Linked DNA regions of Mus musculus: region 2 is linked to region 1. The links are chromatin contacts, called in public promoter capture Hi-C maps. All regions are on one chromosome and are shown on one strand. The core of a region is the stretch at or near the end of the contact, and the rest is flanking DNA. Distances in the headings are between cores, read along the strand shown. Region 1 holds the start of Prpsap1 (phosphoribosyl pyrophosphate synthetase-associated protein 1). Region 2 holds the start of Bahcc1 (BAH domain and coiled-coil containing 1).

Region 1 (5,253 bases), core at 1,298-3,797:
ACAGATTTATTAGGGAGTGGGGTGGAGGAGCTCAGGCTGGCTGATGTGTGCAGGGATTGCAAAGTTCACACCTGCTTAAGTGTCACAGTTAGCATCTGAATCCCCATGGGATGCTCCCATCAGTATGGGATACTCCCATCAGTATGGGATGCTCCCATCAGTATGAGATGCTCCTCCCATCAGTATGGCATGCTGCCATCAGTATGGGATGCTCCCATCCATATGGGATGCTCCTCCCATCAGTATGGTATGCTGCCATCAGTTTGGGATACTCCCATCAGTATGAGATGCTCCTCCCATCAATAAGTGCTGGAGGTCTGAGACAAGGGGAGATGACTGTGGACGGCTCTCACTAAGGAGCCCTTGGTAGCCCTAGTCAGACACTTGTGAACGGGCGAACAGATTGGAAGGAGCCCTTGTTGCTTTGATTTTTTTCAAAACCTACTTTTCATGATGGTTCTTAAATGCTTCAGCGTCCCCTCTAGCCCACCACCCACCTGAGGCAGTGGAAAAGGAAGGTTACTAGGATACGGGGGAAGTGGACCTGTTTAGAAATGGTTCTCTGCAGCGATTTCAATCTCCAGCTGACTTTCCAAAGAAAATTGAAGTTTCCACTTCAAGCTCTTACCATATACTTCTGATATTAAGATATTCCATTTTGGCTGTGACCGGAAGCAATGGACCCAGTCGATTTTGGATTAAAACTGGCAAAACCAGGAACTTAAATACATCATTTCCCCTTTCATATTTCCTCAGGTATGTGTCATAGTATAAGATCATATGTGTTGGGGGCCAGAAATCGCCTCACAAGCCACACAAACACCAATCTCAGTCAGACAGGGATAGTTTATTGAGCAGGTGCCCCAGGACTGGGTGACGAGGGTCATGGTCCAGATTCAGGTTGCCAAGGTCATGAATGTGTTTTGTAAGTCCCTTCCTTGCATAAGATATGTATCAGCAATTGGTGATTCCGTGCAAGACACTGAAGCTTCACCCTTTTATGGTGGTCCCTGGTGTCTGGCCCTTGAATAACACTGAGAGAATAGGAAGACTGAAGAGGGTACCTGCCATGTGCTACTTAAAGAGCAGGAAGGGAAAAGGCCTAGCGAAACAGGTTATGAGGTGAGGCCAGAGAGCTTATCGGCCCTTCCTGATTAGGTCTAGTGTAATCAACCTTGGGGCTCACAATCTGAGTCCAAGTCAGGTCTGGCCACCTTCTTCAATATGTTAATTAAAATTGCAACTTGGGCACGGGAGGGATGGCTCAGCAGTTAAGAGCACTGGCTGCTGTTCCTGAAGACCCAGCAGCCCACAACTGACTCCAAACTACAGTTCCAGAGAATCTGACACCCTCTTCTGGCCTTTGCAGGCACTGTGTATGCACGGTGCACAGACACAGAAAGACTCAATGTTCAGGCAGATTTCTGAGTTCGAGTCCAGCCTGGTCTACACAGCGAGTTCCAGGACAGCCAGGGCTACACAGAGAAACCCTGACTCGAAAAGCCAAATTAAATTAAATTAAATTAAATTAAATTAAAATTAAAATTAAAAGTCGAACTGAAAACAGAAAGCAGAAAAGGGAGATTTATTAAACCTAGCAACATCGGTAAGAGGAACAGAGGAATCCAGAGAAGTCCACAAGTCTGTCCTCCGTCCAGAAGTGAGATAAAAATGTAAGCAGAAGGCCGAGGATTTGCCACCTAAGCCGTCCCTTCCAGGGCAAGGTCCCGACCATCATTGAGACGCCCTTGCATGGGCTTCAACCTCAGCCTGTAAGGTGGTCTGAGAAGTCTCTGGAGCTCTGTGAAAGCTGTTTTTGGGAGTCACGTTTTTTTTTCTCCCAGCATGACATTCCTGAGGTGGGTGGGGGAAGATCTTTACTTCTTTGGGGGTCCGTTTTTCAAACAGTCTGATAGATCGAGAGGCTCAAATGTCTCTTTGGAACGACTTCATCTATTTACACAAAAGTAAATGAACACACGCGCCTTCTGTATTTGCACAAGGCGAACTCATGCGGGCAGAGCGGCTGGCTGGGGTTGAGGGGGACGGGTGGGAGAACTGAGAACAACAACGGGCAGGAGTGCAACCTTGCCTCACGTGCAGACACAGATATAACGTCTAGGGAAGGCCTCCACGTCCAGATTCTGGAGCAGTTAGTTTAAGTGCCCGCAAAAGGGAAAGGGCCGGCTGTCCCTTTTCAAATAAATCCCAGCCTGCGCAAGCGTGGAGGGGAGCGCCGGAGGCTCGTTCATCATAGAGGCGTGAGGCTAGATTGTCTCCGGTCCCTGGGCGGACATCTTAGTTCCTGGCAGTAAATTTGAAAACATTTATAAGTACCACTAAACATGGCTGCACCTCCCAGAATAGTGGACATTAAAATACCTGTCCCCGGAGACTCAAACTCAGGCGAACACGCGAGTCAGCGGCGCCTGTGTCAGAACAGGCTCTCCATGCCATGCCCACCTCCCTGCCCTTTTCCGAGATGGCGGCGGGGGCGGACGCTCTAGCTGCTCGACTCGGTGTCGCGGAGGGGCGCGGCCTGCCGCGGGGTCCGAAGGAGGCTGCGGCGCTCGGCTGCGCCTTCGGTGCGGCTTGGAGATCCGGACGCATCTGTGTCGCGCCTCGTCCCTCTGCGGCCCCGCGCGGACCGCTGTAGCCGCGCCTCGGGCCGGAGGATGCCCAGGAAGCTGCTGCTGCTGCCCCCGCTGTCCGCGTGCTCTGCTCTGCGTGTCCCGCGGGCTCGGCCCGCCGCCTCGCCGGCCATGAACGCAGCCCGCACCGGCTACCGAGTCTTCTCGGCCAACTCCACGGCCGCCTGCACGGAACTGGCCAAGCGCATCACTGAGTAAGCGAGGTGGTCCCCGGGGTGGCCCTAGCCCCTCTCCCCGTCACCTCCACCTTTGCACCCGGGAGCAGCAGGTTTGGGCCGACTCCCCAACCCCGTCCCAGGGCCGCGGCGCACTCTTAACCCTAGAGAGGTTTCCTGCGCTTGCCCTGAATCTGACCATCGCCATTTCCAGGCGTCCCTAAAGCGACAGGCGATGTGGGTCCATCCTAGACCGAAGGGTTAGGACAGTCAGGGAGAAGGGAACTCAGAAGTACTTCGGGCTGGGCGGGGGGAGAGCCGCGATTACAAGTGTGTAGGATCAGTTGTACAAAAAAGTGTTTGCTTAGGGGTGTGTGCGTGTGTTAACCACTGACCTCAGGGGACCGTGGGGGCCCTGAGATGTCTTTCCAGGCTTGTTTGTTGTTACCGATGCTGGATGGATGAAGGACGTGATTTTTTTTTTTTTTTTTAAACCTTACTTACAAACTGTGGGTGCTTCTATGGGGAAGGGATGGGAGCGTGAGCCTGAACTTTGCGGAAATCATGGAGAAGAATCCTGCAGAGCAGAGCCTCCCGGTGCCCTGCTGATAATAACCGGTCTACTTAAAGGCCCCTTTTCAATTTTGGAGAAAACTAGAGCCCTGGTATAAAGAGCCTTAAGGGCCCTTTGTGAAATAAGCTTTTTAGTAATATGTATCGTTTCTCTTCTCCTTTATGGGACAGAGCTTTATCGTAGCTCCTGCTGGCCTGGAACTTAGTGAATGGATGAGGCTTGCACTCTCAAGAGTTCAAGCCGGGAGATCTGCCTGCTTCTGCCGCGGGAACACCACACCCATCATGGGCTTTGGTTTCTGAGATAAGGTCTTATGACCCTGGTCACACTCTAAATGGTGTGATATTTCTGGCCTTGGCCTTTCCGATGCTGGCAGTTCAGGTGCGCACTTGGACTCCCTGGCGTAAATGACTTGACTTTGAACATTTAAAGTCATTTTCATATTTCAAAAGTTCTTAGCTCCACCTGTTTTATTATCAGTTGGACTTTGAAGTGGGTTTAGGAGATATGTACAGGGAGACAGTCAGTCTCTCCGGTTTCTGTTTCTTTTCATGATTTATTTATCGTGTATACAATGTTCTGTCTGCATGTGTGCCTGAAGGCCAGAAGGGGGCGCCAGATCTCATTACAGATGGTCGTGAGCCACCGTGTGGGTGCTGGGAATTGAACTCTGGACCCCTAGAAGAGTAGCCAGTGCTCTTAACTGCTGAGTCATCTCTCCAGCCCCTGATTATTTGTCTTGTCCAGGCCAAGGATCCCTTTAAACATGAAAGTTGAGCTTGTTTGTATTGGGTCACACTTATCACACGTGACCTTGCCTTGAGAAAGCTCCACTTTAAAAATTAGTGGTTTTGGGCTGGAGAGATGGCTCAGCAGTTAAGATTACTGACTGCTCTTCCAGAGGTCCTGAGTTCAATTCCCAGCAACCACATGGTGGCTCACAACCACCTGTAATGAGATCTGATGCCCTCTTCTGATGTGTCTGAAGACAAACAACTACTGTGTACTCACATATAAATAAAACAAAGAAAAAAGATTAGTGGTTTTGCCTTTTGTTATGCTAATTCCAGTAAGCTTTGTAGACCAGGATAGATAGCCTTGCAGAGATCCTCCTGCCTCTGCCTCCCAAGAGCTGGGATTAAAGGCTTGAGACACTCCTGGCTTTTTTTTTTTTTTTTAAGTTTGGTCTTGCTAGTAGTCCTGGCTGGCCTGTTACTCACTATGTATCCCAGACTGGTCCTCACCTTACAGCAATCCTCCTGCCTCAGCTTCCAGAATGCTGGCTTAGTTAGTTGCATGCTCTTACCATCTTTTTTTGTTTTGTTTTGTTTTTGTGTAATAGGCGTCTTGGTGCTGAATTGGGGAAATCTGTTGTATATCAGGAGACCAATGGAGGTAAGTTAAAAAGTTGATTTTTTTTTTTAAGTTTGGGATGTGTTGTTATTGTTGCAGCAGCTACTGCAGTATCTCATGTAGCCTGGGCTGGCTTAACCTCTGAATCCTCCTGCTTTGCCGCTAGTGTTGGGATGACAAGCAGTCTCCGCCACTTCTGACCCTTATTCCATTCATTCATTTATGATAGGCATTAACTATATAGTCCATCAAGGCCTCAAATTCCCCACCCCCTTCTTCTGTTTGCTCCGGCCCATAGGTTTTTTTGTTTCTCATTACGGATGGTTGTGAGCCACCATGTGGTTGCTGGGAATTGAACTCAGGACCTGCAGAAGAGCAGTCAGTGCTCTTAACCGCTGAGCCATCTCACCAGCCCAAGGTCTCAAACTCTTGATCATCGTGCTGGGAGCTGGGTCTCTCCTTCTACCCTGTGGGCTTCAAGGAGCCAAATGCAGGTCATCAGGCCTCGTAGCAAGTATCT
Region 2 (5,294 bases), core at 2,574-5,073, 3.7 Mb before region 1:
CCAACACGAGTGGCATCCAGACCGGACAGCGAGGCTGGGAGCGCTCGGAGGACTCCCTACTGCACACGCTTACGCGCCGGGTCATTGGAGCCGCCCAGCACGCGGGTCCGCGAGCACACACGCACCGTCCGAGCCACGCTTGGCCTGCAAGAGCCAGAGGCAACCCAACCGCGCTGCGCGCAGCTTCCCTTTCTGGTCCCTGAGAGTCCCTGCGGCGAAGGCGCCGTTGCGAAGAGGCTGCTGGCTCCACTGGGTGATAAAAACCCAAATCTGCGAAGCCATCACGCACACTCGCACGCGCGCGCACACACACACTCACACACACGCACACCCTCTCCCCTCCCCCGCTGCCCAAAGGTGTCTCGGAGGAAAAAGCCCTGGGTCCACGCTTGGCCCCCCCCCAACCCCCGCCCGTCTTTCTGAAGTCCAGCTTTTACTACATTCCGCTTAACCGAATAACCATGCTAATTAAGCGAGTAATTTTATTGATTGTAACTCAAGAGTTCTTTTTAAAATAACCTTCCTTTTCTCCTCTCTCCCATCCCCCCCCATGCGTCTTTCAGTCCATTCTTTTGAATGTCGTCCCCCACTCAGCCCCAGTGGGACCGCCTCCCCCCGCACCCCCCCAGCATTGTGCCACAACCCCAGACTGGCGTCCCGGAGCTCCGGGCGCCCCTCGACCGCCACCGGCATCACCTGGGCCGCTACGCCGCAGTGCCTGGCCTGCTGTCCCCGAGCCCGGAGCTTCCCGGTGAGGCTGGAACAATCACCCCGCCCCCCAATCAAATTCGCCCAGGATCTTCCTCTGCGGATTGGGGGTTTGGGAGGGAGGGGGCTCAGAGAGTCAGAAATTGTTTTCTCTCTGCCTCCCAAATCGGCCACAATGTTTCTCCATTCAGCGCCTGCCCGGGATCACTTAACCAAGGCTGGTCTTCGCGTGGCACCTAGGTCGACCCTGCAAAGGAGCACAGACCAAGCATAGCTCAGCCTTCTCCTGCGTCTGGGTCCCAGCAGACCCGTGTCCTCGGGTCTTCCAGACCCATCTCGGACAGGGCCGGCTTAAAATGACCCTCCTCTTCTTTTTCTTCTACCCCTCCCATCGCGGAAGTCTGCTCCCGGGCGAAATCGGAGACAATTTCAACTCTGAGAGGAGCAACCCAGCAAGCGAAATAAACTGTACACCACCATGCACGTGCGACCAAAATCTCTCGGCCCTCCTCCATTTCGAATACTTCTCTCCTTATTTCCGAAATACGCATTGTTTTAATACTTCATCTCAGTTCCAATAGAATGGAGATATTCTTAACTGTGAACTTTGCAGACAATCAAAACCTTTTTTAAAGCCATTCCACCGTGACAACAAAGCGATTAAGATGTTTTCTATTTCGTAAATACCATTTAAAATTGCTATATTTTATGCTCTGGGTTCTACACTGTCTTATTTGCACACTATTTTGTGTCTGATTTAATCTATAACCGAAAACATAATGTATTAAGTGAATACATATTTGCTCAGCTGATAAGCTTTTTTTAATATTTATTCGGAGAATTTTGCATTGTAAATAAACGGGACTACACAAAGACTTCTTTGTGCTCGAACTGCATACAAAGGGGTTTGGGGCTCTCTTCCCTCTGGGGAGCTTCACTCTCCCCGGGTCCAACAAATAACTCGCTTCTCCACCGCGCGGGCCTATTCGGCGATAGCCACGGCGCGGAAGGCTCAAACAAGGCCGAGGCGTTGTTGGCGCCGGGGTCAGAGGATGGGCTGCCCGGGGATGGAGAGGGACTTGCGCGCCCCAACCCAGGCCGGCGCCTCTCGAGCCCCGGAGGGCGCCGAGCAGGACAAAGGGAAAGGAGGAAGGGGAGGGAGGTCAGGAACCTGCCGCTTCAAAGGCGCCGAGGGCCGGAGTGGGGTCGGAGGCTGCGCGCGCGGTACAAGGCTTCGCGACGGCCTCCGGGGAGTCGTGTGCGCTGGGCTTTTGTTCTGGGCCCCCCACCCCCAGTAAGACATTTCAAAGTGGGAGCGAAAGTGGGGGCTGCCGGCGATTCTCGGGACGCGGGCTCTGGGCTCAAGCAGTGGCTTTACTCTCCACCCCCTGCGGGCCGATCGCCGGCTCGTTCGTGCCTTTCTCTCAAGCCTGCTAGACTTTCTACGCAAACAAGGGGTGGGTTGTGTCTCCGGTACCCGCCGTTGCGCTTCTGAACGGACTAGAGGGGACTTTTCTTTGTGTTCTGTCCTGCCCGAGAGCTGCCGCGCCGCCCCGGTCTGCTCGCGCCCAGGGCCTGGGAAAGCCGGCTCCATACGGAGCGAGTAAGGGCAGAAACTGAGGCCACAGACCGAGAGCCGCGGCCGGAAGCTGAGATGCAGCAGATCGCCGAGTCCCGAGGCTCCGAGGCCTCCCCAAGCCAAACCCCGGTACAAGACACCGCAATGGACCCCGGGCAGGATTGGACCAGAGGAAACAGTGGCAGCGGGCAGAGAGCCGCGCGCGGCCGGAGAGCCGACGACGAGAGCACAGCTAAAGAACCCGAACCCCAGAAATCCTCCCCCGGGTGGCTGGGCGTGACCCCCAGAATTGTGCACCCTCCTGAGGCTTGGGCAGCACTCGTACCCCCAGCTCCTCAAGGTTTGCTTTGTTTTCAAATTTCGCATCGAAACGCCGGGTCTGAGACGCCTTTGTCCTCCGGTGGAGGCCAAGCTCTGGAGTCCGTGGGCTCCCTCCTGCCGAGTTTCCCGCGCGGGTGGGCGCAATGGGGCCTGCAAGGCCAGGCCGCAGCCAGGAGCGCGCCGGGAGCGAATGGCTCCAGCGTCGCTTCACAACCCGCTCCCTGCGAAACCCGCCCCCCCCCCATCAGCCCAGCTAGGAACGGGGACTGGGTGGTGCAAGACCCCCGCTCTGGGAAATGGACCGGTCCCCGGACCACGCCACGCGGGTCTTGGCCTGAGCCCGCGTGCTGCCCAGAACGCGCAGCATGAAGACGCCCCACTGTTCAGCCCCCCTCCTCCATCCCAACTCCCCCAGAGAGGGAAAAAAAGGGAAATGTTCTGAAAAGAATTAAGTCTGTGGGGAGCGGAACCTGAAAACCTGCCAGTACCCCTCTAATCTCCTGTCCCTTCACTGAGGCCCGGAAAGCCGTGGCCACGGAGAGCCGACCGTTCCCTGCGCCACGGAACGACCGGGCGGAGCCCATTCAAGATTGCTGGGGGAGGGGAGTAAGATGGGGGAGCAAATAATTGGGGTTCGCTCCTGGTTCCTCCAGAACTGGGCTCTCACTGACTGTCCATTCGGGGCTACCCGCGAGGCTCTTGCTGAACGAAGCTTGGCGGTCTCTGTCCTGTCTCGATAATTTATTTTTAATGCAGGGTGTCGATCGAGACAACAAGCGCTCAGAGCAAAGCAAGGACGCATTACGGGGGGAATTTTAAACCGATCGATAAAATTTTTCAGAAGAAAAAATATCGTACTCATATATATAGTCCATCTTTTAAAAAAAAGCCTTTCAACATCATAACGGATTTTAAAAGGGAAGCTCTATTATTTAACATCACAATCCTGAATTTCTTTTGCTTAAAAATGTAAACCCCCAAAAACCAAAATAATATAATAAAATAATAAAAATAGCAAAAAAAATTAAAAATGAAAGCAATTTGAGTTACTTACTGGAGGCTGTTTCCTGGATACAATTGAATGCAATACAATTAAATCAGTAAATGTGACTTTGGTTTGTATTCCTATTGGTATTTTCAATGTGCTGACTGTTGCACTGTGAATGCACGGCTTCCACAACAACGACTCTAGCGAGCCCATCCAGAGCGGCTCTCAAACCTGCAGCCCGGCGCGGCGAGCCACGGGCCCTGCATACTAATAAGCTCGTGCCACTCAGCCCGGAGCAGCCCGAGCGCTGATTGGCTGCTCGGCCCTCCACGGCCCTGAGCTCGTGCCACTCATTCGGCGTAAACAGGCCTCCCAATAGGCTGGCGCCGGGCCAGGGAGCTGCCAATCAGGGAGCAGCAGGGCTACTACCAAGCCTGATGGCGCCTAATTCAAGCCCAGCGACTGCGCAGCTCCTTTGCGCAGATCATTGCTGCTGAATGGGAATGTGGTGGCGCAGGGCGGGAGAGGAGCTAGGGATAGTGAGAACGGGTGTCCGTGTCCAGGGGAGACTTGTGGTTTTGTTTTTCCATAATTTGTCAGGTGTAAGGTTTGGGGCATTTTTATTTGTTTTTATGCACAAAATAAAAAAGAAGAAATAGCCTCACGCTGTAAACCAGATGCTCTGTCCATACCAAGGGTCTGTTTGGCAGGTGGCAGAACCTGCTGCACGTAGGCCCAACTTCCAAGCGCAGATTCTGAGTTACCCTGATGTACCTCCACTCCCAGGCGCCCCCCACCCAAACTAGGAATACACTTCTGCCTGAGGCATGCCCACAGGCTCCATATATGCCCTTCTTCCCCCTGCCCGAGAGGCAGATGTACCTTTCTTCGCCAGCCATCTATCTGTCCGCTCTCAATTATTATCTCCCTCCGCCACACTTTGCAGCGTAGCAACAATCGAAATGAAAATCGAGGCTCTGTTGCCAAGATAAGGATTTACTTTTTCTATCAGCCCCTAGATTTTAAAAATATCTTCACTTGATAATTTTAGGGGTGGTTGTCATGGTGTGAAAACCATGCTTAGCATTTCTCAGGGCCTGTCCCTGCATATTCGCAAATTTCTCTCTACAATGGAAAACAGCCTCTAAACAATTCTCTTTATCATAATCAGAATCAAAGCGCTTTTAAAATATTCTGCAAGCAAATATTTCGGTTAGAATTTGGTTGCCTACCCAAATGTTATTTATTCTCAAGAAGTAGAGGTGATGTCTTAGTGGCGATGAATACATAATTTCTGCTTCTCTTTTTCTCTGTGTGTTGGGGGGGAGTATTTAAGTAGATGCCAATCGACACAGCTATATTCCTTTGGATTTTTCCAGTCTCTTTCCTGCGTGGACACAAAGGAGTTAAATCTGAGATCTGTGGTCTCCTCTCTTTCCCCGCCTCCCTTGCTTCTGCAAAACGGTCACGATTGGTTGGCACTTTGCCAGCGGGCTGTCCATCACTAAGTGTAAACAAGGCGCTGATTGGCTGTTATCCAGTCCGCACCGGGCCTCCTGAAAAAAGCAATTACTGGCTCCGCGGTTTCAAGGCTGCCCAAGGCCGCTTGATGAAAGGAGATAAACCGGGGACGGTTTCCAGGATCCCCGCGGGCCGACCCAGGCAGCTCGGGAGCCGAGGTGCGGCGGAGAGCTTGGG

Evidence for each region. Promoter capture Hi-C pulls out the DNA fragments that hold promoters and counts their contacts.
Region 2: a contact with region 1 is called in a promoter capture Hi-C map of embryonic stem cells. The contact joins the promoter of Bahcc1 here to the promoter of Prpsap1 in region 1.

What each region holds. Positions count from the first base shown.
Region 1 is chr11:116,487,640-116,492,892 of GRCm38.p6, reverse strand. Prpsap1 (phosphoribosyl pyrophosphate synthetase-associated protein 1) reads left to right here and starts at 2,547. Exons shown (of 10, transcript NM_026364.1): 1 at 2,547-2,845; 2 at 4,723-4,775. The coding sequence starts at 2,676.
Region 2 is chr11:120,231,476-120,236,769 of GRCm38.p6, reverse strand. Bahcc1 (BAH domain and coiled-coil containing 1) reads right to left here and starts at 3,823. Exons shown (of 28, transcript NM_001347621.2): 1 at 3,663-3,823. It overlaps 2900052L18Rik (RIKEN cDNA 2900052L18 gene), which reads left to right and starts at 5,153. Exons shown (of 2, transcript NR_151480.1): 1 at 5,153-5,275. Gm11772 (a long non-coding RNA gene) reads left to right here. Exons shown (of 2, transcript XR_001780401.2): 2 at 564-1,586.